2 separate regions of the Zea mays genome follow, and region 2 is linked to region 1. Evidence: chromatin contacts called from public Hi-C data. All regions are on one chromosome and are shown on one strand. The core of a region is the stretch at or near the end of the contact, and the rest is flanking DNA. Distances in the headings are between cores, read along the strand shown. Region 1 holds the start of ub2 (unbranched2). Region 2 holds the start of LOC100286139.

Region 1 (4,902 bases), core at 1,163-3,662:
CCGCTCATAATGACACCTGCACATCCATACTAAAAAGAAAAGAAAAGCAAAGAGAAAGTGTGTGTGTAATCATTTCATAGAGATGTGTGATGCCGGGCTTAACACAACAGTACACACCCACCAATAATGAGGTTTCCATCTAATAACGCCAAGTGGTACTGGTGGCTGGTCCAACTTAGCTCTTCTCTAATGATATGCCTTGTTGCTATAAGTGGCAGTGTGGTTTAGTAGAGAGCCCCAAATCCAGAACTGTGGCGCCCTTCTCTTTTGCTGGGGACATGAGGACACTCCTGTAGCCTAGTCCTAAAGCACAAAGCCTGCGGTCGCCGCTAGGGTAATGTGTCCAGGCCCTACCCATATCAAATTAGATGCAGCTCGCCACCATCATGTTTAGTTTCTCTCTCTCTCTCTATTGTATGTCAAATTAGATAGATGACTGAATTAAGATTTATGAATGAAAATGCTAATTGTATCCAAAGGAAACAAAGCTGTTCCAGGAACAGTCTAGTTTGGTGTAGCACCTGAAGGGACTAGAAATCCTCCAGATCTTACACCGGATGAACAGGATCGTACAACCTGTAAAGTTGCAGCGCCAAGAACAACACATTGCAAAGGCTACAACTTGTTCTTCCTCGGGGGACCATTTGCATAATGCAAAAAAAAAAAGGGGGGGGGGGGGGGGGGGGGGGGGGGGGGGCGGGGGCGAAGGATGCCCGATGTAGTATGGTTAAGTACAGGGGACAAACAATGTATAATGCTATATTTGAGGCAGGCTAGCTAGCTAAAACAATGGATAGTGTCAACCTGTGCAAAGTTGGGACTCCTCTAAATTAAAATACTACTGCATCGGCAAAGCAAAGACTCCTTTGAAAATTCCTCACTGTTGCTGTTCCTTTTTTGGGGACCACACGTATAACCAGGCTCAAGGCTACTAATCGCTTATTGTAATGGCTTGTTAGCTGACAGGCTTCACTGGGATACCCGAGTAGTATTAGCGGTGGAATCTAATGCAAAGCGAACTGACAGACAGGCAGGGCAGGGCAGGGGCAGGCTGAGTCACATCACTCTATCATATTTTTAGGAGGAGCATCCATCAGACCTACCTGTGCTCATGAGCACCATTCAAGCGAAACATTAAAGCGTAGCAGTAATGCCAAAGCAGCTTTTGTTTTTTTCCTCCTTCGTTCTTGTTCAGCTTCAGGAGGAGAAGCCGTCGCCATAGATGAAATGGGATGGAAGCTCCGTCAAACCGAGCCAAGTTTCTTTCCCTAGCTCCCACTGTTTAGCGCATCTATAGTTTTGTAGCGTGTCCGTGGTATGATGGACCTGAAACCGTCTGGTCTTCGTCTAGGTAGCCTCCCTAAAACCCTAGACTGTGAATGAAGGGAGTGGGACTGGAAAAAAAAACACGGGGGAGCAGACTGCAGAGCGAATGCAACCAACAAGTGACAACTGGAAACAATCAATTGAATGAGAGGTGGAGGTGGAAGAGGGGGGGAGTGCAACTGTGCAGCAATGGCGGGGCGGGGCTGGGTGGTGACCTGCTGCACTGCTGGCAGAAGCGCTGCTCGAGGCCGTTGACGAGGACGCGGGGCTCCTTGGAGTGCATTTTGCACACCTTGTGGCGGCAGTAGTAGGCGGGCTTGACGTCGGTGAGGTCAACGTTGCAGCCGTCGACCTGGCAGCGCGCGGGCGCGGGCGCCGTCGAGGGGCCCGCGCCGCCGGCCGCGGCCCTGCCCCTCCTGCCGCCGCCGGCCGGGGCCCTAGGCGAAGCGGCCGGCGGCGACGGCTGCTGCGTCGCTGGAGGCGCGGGCGCGCTGCCACCGCCGCTGCTGCTGCCGCTGCTGGAGCCGGCGGCGTCCTCGAAGTAGATCTTCTTGCCGAACTTGAGGCCGTGCAGCTGGTCGTCCCCGCCACCGCCGGACTCCATTGCGGCGGCGACGAGACTTGTGAACGTGCGTGGGGCCGTGGGTACGGCAGCGCGAGAGGGCGGGCCGGTGGGGCGGGGGGAGGGGGAGGCGGGGTGGTGTTGGTCCGGGCGTCCGGCTGGCTGGAGCTGGACTGGCTCCCTCTCTTCTCTCTCCTCCTCCGAGAGGGAGGGAAGAGAGTGAGGGAGGGAGGTGGCGAAGGAGAGGGACAGCAGCGGGACTCGCTGTTGCCTTTAAAAACAACTTCCTCTCTCTTCTTCCACTCCCTCCTTCCTGCACTGTGGGCGTGTGATACGAGCTGCAGGCTGCAGCCCACCACCACCAGCACGGTCACGAAGCAGGCAGCATCCCTGTATGGCTGTGGCTGTCTCCTCGCGCACGCACACGAGCCGGCCTAGCTAGCCGCGCCCGCGCCCGCGCCACGCCGCGCCACCGCCACCTTTCGCTTCCATCTGCTGCCTTGTGGGGATTCCCTGCTTGCTTGGTTTGGCTGGTAGGTATGAGGGAGCGTCTCCACTCGCCACCTGCCGAGGGCTTTTTGTAGACGCCAGGGACGGGCGGAGGGAGGCTGCGCAAGCTTGTGGGCTTGTGGCGGCACCGCGCGCAACATCATCAGATTTTATCTCCTACATTTCTCTTTTCTGCAACGGGTTTTCTCCTAAATTCTTCCGCTCCCTACCTCAGCCATAAAATATTATTTTACCTAACTAACAAATAATGCGCGCGCACGACATTTCAGACAAAGGGTTGGTTTGCTCAGACTGGCCGCAGCGCTTGCGACGCCGTGACCCCTCCTCTGTCTCTCACGTACGGGATCTCTAGGCCCGCAGCGACTGACACTAAAGAGCCCCTACGCGCTGCAGCGTAAGGAGAGGGCGCGCACGTCCCCCAGATCAAGGGGAGCACTGTAGCGCCCCTTGCACAGTGCTCCCCTATTTAATAATTGATAAAAATAGTAATAAAAGATAAATATGGTTAGATAATGATATTTTATATTTTTAGTTGGGTATAGGGGATAATATAGGGGGAACCGCTGCGGGAGATGAAAAAAATAGGGGGTGAAATGTTGATGATGTGACGCAAAAAAGTGATATAGAGGGAAAAATTAGGAAGAACCGCTGCGGATAGCCTCAGGCCGAATTTCGCGGATTCCTGTGTATAGCCCTTGTACTGTAGAGCATAGAGGGGCTCAAGCGAGCAGCGTTGCATCGATAGGGGAGCGCTAAATATCTTTAGCGATTTGGTATTCAACATCTATTCGATTCCTTGCTACCAAATTCCAACATCCAAACGAAGTAATAGTGTTGTCCTTTGAACGTAAGGAGAAGGTGATCAAGTGGTTTTTTAAAGATCAGGAGGGAGAGACTCCTACTGTAAATTTTGTATTAATAATGGTAAATTACAGCGTAGTGTATGTACAGGAGAATCCTAATTGAATAGTTGAGAAGGTAAACCGAATGAGCTATAGGGTTAAGACTGCCACTGATTAAGACAGTCTGGGATTGAATTGTCATATTTTCCTCTTGCTCTCTAGATGACCAGGAGTAATTCCTTTGAGAATTTATTTTTGCAATGTTGCACTGTTGGGTCTTTGTTTTTAAATATCCATGCATTTCGACATTTCCAGATACTCCATGTCATGAGGATGATTATTTCCATAGAGAAAGGAATATTAAGTTATTGCCTGAGGTTAGCCGAGGCTTCTTCCGGATGAGCAATTCTAGGAGGGGTCATAGCAATGGAATTCCAGCAGGCCTTTGCAAAGTTACATCTAAGAAACAGGTGATATAGAGTTTCCTCCTTTTGTCAAATGCAGTTTTCACACGAATATGACTCAAGTGCCATGTTCTTTCGTCTCAACATATTCCTTGTGTTAAGTCTGTTTTTAACCACAATCAGTAGAAAACTTTGTGCTTTGGTTGGCATTTGTTTTTCCATAGCCACTTATAAAACAATATGAACATTTAGAGGAATAGGACAATCTCTTTTCAATTCTATGTATCAGGGGAAGAAAATGCTGAAGTCGTGGCTTTGAAAGACCCAATGGCAGACCAAGGTAGGTGAATGGCATTGGTCCGGTCTGACAATTGAACGTTCTTGAGAGAATCTCCATTTTCTCAGAGTTAACATTGATCGGATACATGCTTGATTTGTTGTAGTTCACTCTGAGACCGGTTGATGTTGCAAATGAATTGAGAATTCCTTTTAGGAAGAATAACTGCTTTGGGCAAGCTTCCATTATCAAAAGAGTGTCATCAACATATTGGACAATAGAGAAGTCCTATCCACATCTGTTTGGTAGAGGTAGATGAAGCAGGTTCAAATGCCTGGCTTTATTAATAATACTGTCGGCGTTTCGACCCCGGGGGGTCCCTGGACCGACGAGTAAATTGTCGTTGCGTGTCCCAGCCCAGATGGGTCGGTGCGAGACGGGACACAAAGGGGGGAGAACAGTAAGGGGAACCCGCGGCCTTCGTGTTGTCCTGCGCCCAGGGCGGATGGATGCGCTTGCAGTAGGGGGTTACAAGCGTTCGCGTGGGAGAGAGAGAGAGAGCGAGAGCCTTATGCGTCGGTCCGTTCTCCCGCGCAGCCAACCTTCTCGTATGAGAGCCCTGGACCTTCCTTTTATAGGCGTAAGGAGAGGGTCCAGGTGTACAATGGGGGTGTAGCAGTGTGCTAACGTGTCTAGCAGAGAGGAGCTAGAGCCCTAAGTACATGCTGTCGTGGCATTCGGAGAGGTTTTGGCACCCTGTTCATGTGATGTCGTGGCCGTCGGAGGAGCGTTTGGGCCCTGTGGAAGGACAGCTGTCGGGGCTGTCGAATCCTTGCTGACGTCTCCTTGCTTCCGTAAGGGGCTGAGAGCCGTCGTCGTCATGGAGCATGCGGGGCCCCATCATTATTTGTTTACCGGGGCGAGCCAGATGGGACGCCGGTCTTGTTCCCCGTAGCCTGAGCTAGCTAGGGGTAGGGTAAT
Region 2 (4,979 bases), core at 2,386-4,885, 170 kb after region 1:
CAGATTGTGCAGAAGGTGAAGTGACTTGCTCTGTAGTAGTTGCACTCGTTGATACAATATTTGCAGCAGGGGTTTTACCTCGAGTCGTTACAACCGTTGGTGGAACCACAACGGGTATCGAGAAGTATGGTTCTTCAACCATCGGAATCGGGACATACGTCCTCTTTTCCTGAAGGTCAACCTCTCTAAATACCTTACTCCCCTTGATCATGTCATCTTCTAGGAAAATGACATGTCTGGTTTCTATAAACTTGATTTGTCTGCCTAGGCAGTAGAATCTATAATCCTTCGATCTCTCAGGATAGCCAATAAAATGACAGCTAGTGGTTCTCTCATCTAGCTTTTCATGTCCAAGATTAAATATTCTAGCTTCTGCTGGACAACCCCATATGTGGAAGTAGTTGAACGTGGGCTTTCTGCCAGTCCACAACTCATATGGAGTTTTAGCCACTGATTTACTAGGAACTCTATTGAAATATGCATAGCGGGTATTTAAAGCCTCTGTTGACCCAGTTTTAAAACCGATTAGGGTTAGGTTATCAAACCCTAACCCTAAAACATTGATATGTTTTTACTATCTTGGATTTTCATATGTTTAGCCAAGATCCAGTCTCTAACAGTGACCAAAACCCTAGATTTAGGGTTAGGTAGCCGAGAGATCTAAAATTCTTTCGCTCTATTCTAATCTTTCTGTTCTCGAGTGATTTACGATGATAAAAAATGAGTTCAATCACATTGATCCGAGACCTTTCTATGATCTCATAAAACCGATGCGGATTAGGAGATCTAGGGGATTTAGGATGCCTCTGATACCATTGTTAGATTTCTATAGTGACTAGGATCGATTCCTAAGTCCCTAGAATACCAATCCACAATCCGTAAATGGAAGTAAAACCTCGATGACGAGTAGATCTGTTCTACTTAGAGGAACCGGGAAACACACCTTTGTTGTTGTTGTTGGAGAGTTGTCGATGTTGTCGTCTACATTCCGTCTTGATTCCATTGCTCTGCAGATAAGCAGCAGGCATCGGGATTCGAGCCGTTGTAGGCTGTCGCGTTTCCAGACACTCCGATGCCTAGGCGATGTGGGCCTCTGGGGACTAGGGTTTTGTGGCGAGGTACTAGCGTTAGTTTTTCCTGCGACCCCTTAGTCATATATATATATATATATAGTCGTGTGTATTGGGGCTCCAACCGAGGTTAGCATGGGCCCTCCCGATCAAGGGCCCGATTTAAAGAGACGATAGTTGGGTTAAGCCCAATTCGGTCTCTATTGACCGGCTGTAGAGGACACACCCAACAGGTACCACTGTACCAAGTCGAGGGAAAGAGGAAGATGCACATGGGCATCGGCATGGGCGTTATGGCGGAAGGACGGGAGAACAACGAGCTGACGCTTTGGAAAAGCACACGCTATGCGATGGATGTGGAGCACACACGGAGGCACAGCAACACGCGGTTTTGTGGGATTTTAGAATCCGGTGAACAATCCCCATCTAACGCTATGCGCACATGCACTGGAGTACAGTAGCGCGCGGCTCCTAACGAAATCCACAGGTGAGACACTAAAGAGGAGGGCACTCACCTAGACTAACGTTGAAGCGCCGGCCACCAAGCCCGCGCCGTCCCCACGAAGAGTCGGCTGCCCACACGCTTCGTCATCCCCAATCCGAGCCATCCAGTTCGCGGCACGACGCACGGCAATGGTAGACAGAGCCATCCCCTCCGCCGACGACGGCAGCGACGACCGTCACAGCACGCGGACGCCGGCGCGTCGATGTCGGGGGCCGTGTCGTGGAGGTCGAGATCCACGCGAGCACGGACGGGACGACCCTGAGACTGGTGGTGTCGTCCCCTCTACGGGCCCACACCCACGCCGAGCAACATCCAAATAGGTCCACACGCGGGCACGTACCGCACGCATCGCTGCGCAAGAGGAGGAGCTCGCGTGGAACGCTCGGAAGCGAGCATTCCCGTGTATCTTTTAACAAGAAGTAATACTTCGAACAGACTTGATCATTCGCTAACCTTTTCTTTACAAAAGGATCCATGGAGCAAAAAAGCAAATGTTTGGTCATGAGCCATGACTCATGTGCTTAAATGACACTTTTAGGCAATTTATTCATCCTGATTGGTGTTTTGAAAGATTAGACAATAAAGGAGTATCTTAAAGATTGTCATTCTATACAAGTACCAAACTACGCGTCTCTGGAGAAAATACATTAAAACAATAGTGGACAGCAAAAATGATGGAATATTGTCGGGAATGAACTATACAGCCAGCAGTGCTTCCTCCATGGAGTCTTTAACTGTCTGCTTTATGCAACCATATGAAACTAAGGTACAATGAACTAAACCTTAAGGGGGGGAATTACAGGGATGAGAATATCGGAACACCAGGTATGGTGGCACCTGAGTCTACAATGAAGATGTTGCCAGTCACATACGACGATGCTTCATGGATCAGAAAACGGACCAGCGACGTCAATGCAGGATCAGTAGCGCCATGCTCCTTAAGCGGCACTATCTTTGAAGCAACGGTGCTCAACCACCTCTTTTGAAACAGAGGAGCAGTTATCTCTGATTTGAAGAGTCCAGGTGCAATCGAGTTCACTCTGATGCGATCCGCGCCCAATTCCAAAGCCATAATCTGCGAAGACATCATTGGGTTGAGTTATTATGAACACACAGGTGCGAAACAAACGTGCGATCAGGAATAGCAGTGCTACCTACCTTGGTGGCATAATGCACAGCAGCCTTTGAGGATGCGTATCCCGTGGAGCCAGGCAGATGCCCACGGTTAAGGCCAGCAATAGAGGTGATGTTAACCACTGAACCCTTCAGCTTGGCATCACGCATGCGTCGACAGACATGTTTGGCCACGAGCCATGATCCGGTAAGGTTCGTCTTGATGATTCTGTCCCACTCATCCTCGGGCCAATCTAATGGAGAATGCACTGCACCTGAAGCGTAATAAAACAAGAGACACAGATATTACCATACGTTCCAGCCGATACGTTCTTGGTTCGCTAACGAACTGGGGACTGGGCTAAATTTGGTTCGGTGCATATTTCCATCTGGCAGTTACTAGATGCCTAAACGAAGATATTCGAGCTCAGATTTCGTGGATAGTCGTACCTCGTATGCCGGCGTTGTTGACCAAGGCGTCGATACGGCCAAAGGCGTCCCAGGCCTTCTGCACCGCCGCCTCCAGGGCCGAACCACCGGCGGCGACGTCGACCTCCACAGCCACCGCGCGGGGGGCTCGGGAGGCAGCGGAGGCGTTGATCTCGTCGCAGAGCGAGCGGAGACGATCGGCGCGGCGGGCGGCGGCGACGACGCGGCAGCCGGCGCGCGCCAGGTCGAGGCAGAAGTCGCGTCCGATGCCGGAGGAAGCGCCCGTCACCAGCACCACCTGCCCCTCCAGCCTGCTCCACGGCGGCAGCGGCGGCGGTGGCCCCGCCGACGACATTGCTGGTGCGCTCCCGCTGGAGCAGGAAGGGCCGAAGGGGATTTCAGAGGCTGTCTGGAAGAGGTCAGGTACTCACAGCACAGATCACTGATTCTTCTCTCCTGCTTGTTTGTTGTCCGACTTAGAATTTCTACGAGAAACTATTTATTTTTAACTTTCTATTTGACTCTTTATTTATCTTTCGTATAGATTAAACTCTATCCATATGTTTGGTTACCCATACCATCTCGTCTTAAACCACCGTATGCGTTAACTCTATCTGAGCTCTTGTTTGGTTGCCTGCACAAGAGAGACGCAGACTGTATGAGCGGATGCAAAACAAGCTATTTTATAGCTATTTGGCTGCATCCACTCGTACACAGAAAATTGTCGTATCGGGTCAGCCAGGGCCACCCGAGCCTGCGCGTTTAGATACAGGCATCCAATCAGGCGATATATATAACATCTCATTTCAAAAAACTTCCCAATATGCAAGTTAGCTTGACTAGCGTGATTTGCTAACTAAATTTGGTTAGTGAATGAGTCAATAACTCAATATAGAGCCGGATATCTTATCGAGTTAAATGGTTAGCCTGTTAGATAACTATTTTACTATTAAGTAACTAAAATTTATCAAAGACATATATCTATACTATATTAAAGCATCAGTTTCAACGGTCGTCTCGTGTCATCTTTTAACAAATAACCCCTCGCCATGATAAAAGAAGGCCAGGAGACACTAGGTGAAGTTGTCTAACCAGTAGAACATTGTGCTCAAATGTTTTTATTATTGAATATAAATTATATATATGTATATATTTTCTTGTAAAATAAATAAATATATATAATCGTGTCAGGTTGGGCCAGCACTACGGGTCGAGGCTACAGCCCAAGCACGACACGACGTTCTTGCTCTTGCAAGCATTAGGTCGTTTCTGAGACCAGATTGGCGCAATGGACTCCACGGTGTTTGAGGTTGCCGAATTGGATGAAGCAACAATGATTTGTCACACTAACAGTAAAATGAAAAGTTATTTGTTGGTTTTAAACGTTAGTAATTGCTACAAATTAGCATAATTTATATGGAGCGCATCCAGTTTTTATTAATGCCTGACTTTAGCAATCACTCCATATTTTGATCAATCTTTTTTATAAGTTTGAGTTCATGTGACTTATTTTAGAAATTTGAGCTCACAAACTTTCTCTTTTTGGTCTCTGTATGATGGAATTATGTCATTTTATAATCTATGTTCGTTTAGTCAGTTATTGTGAACTCTCTTCTAATCGCTCACTCAATTGGTCGTGTTGTACCAAGACATATTGCATGAAATAAACAATAACATCAGTTAGCCAAATCAAAAAATATTATACGGAGAGCGGAGACAATCAGTAAAAAATATTGAATTTTTTTGGTGGATAGTTTACGTAGGTATTGTTGTAAACCGTCGCAACGTACGGGCAACCGACTAATTAGAGATATATATTAGAGCCGGATGCTCTTACCTCCTACGTGCCAGCCCTCTCCAAC

Evidence for each region. A called contact is a pair of places that touch in the nucleus more often than the background predicts.
Region 2: a contact with region 1 is called in a Hi-C map of leaf, with 4 times the contacts expected there. The contact joins the promoter of LOC100286139 here to the promoter of ub2 in region 1. A contact is called at or near these places in 7 of 25 Hi-C or Micro-C datasets (ear, leaf, tassel and 1 more) and 1 of 3 datasets of contacts at active chromatin or transcription factors (leaf).

The regions. Positions count from the first base shown.
Region 1 is chr1:192,383,147-192,388,048 of Zm-B73-REFERENCE-NAM-5.0, forward strand. ub2 (unbranched2) reads right to left here and starts at 2,413. Exons shown (of 3, transcript NM_001362255.1): 1 at 1,542-2,413. The coding sequence starts at 1,930.
Region 2 is chr1:192,553,150-192,558,128 of Zm-B73-REFERENCE-NAM-5.0, forward strand. It overlaps LOC100286139, which reads right to left and starts at 3,636. Exons shown (of 3, transcript NM_001159027.1): 1 at 3,139-3,636; 2 at 2,734-2,963; 3 at 2,239-2,650. The coding sequence starts at 3,472. The coding sequence ends at 2,372.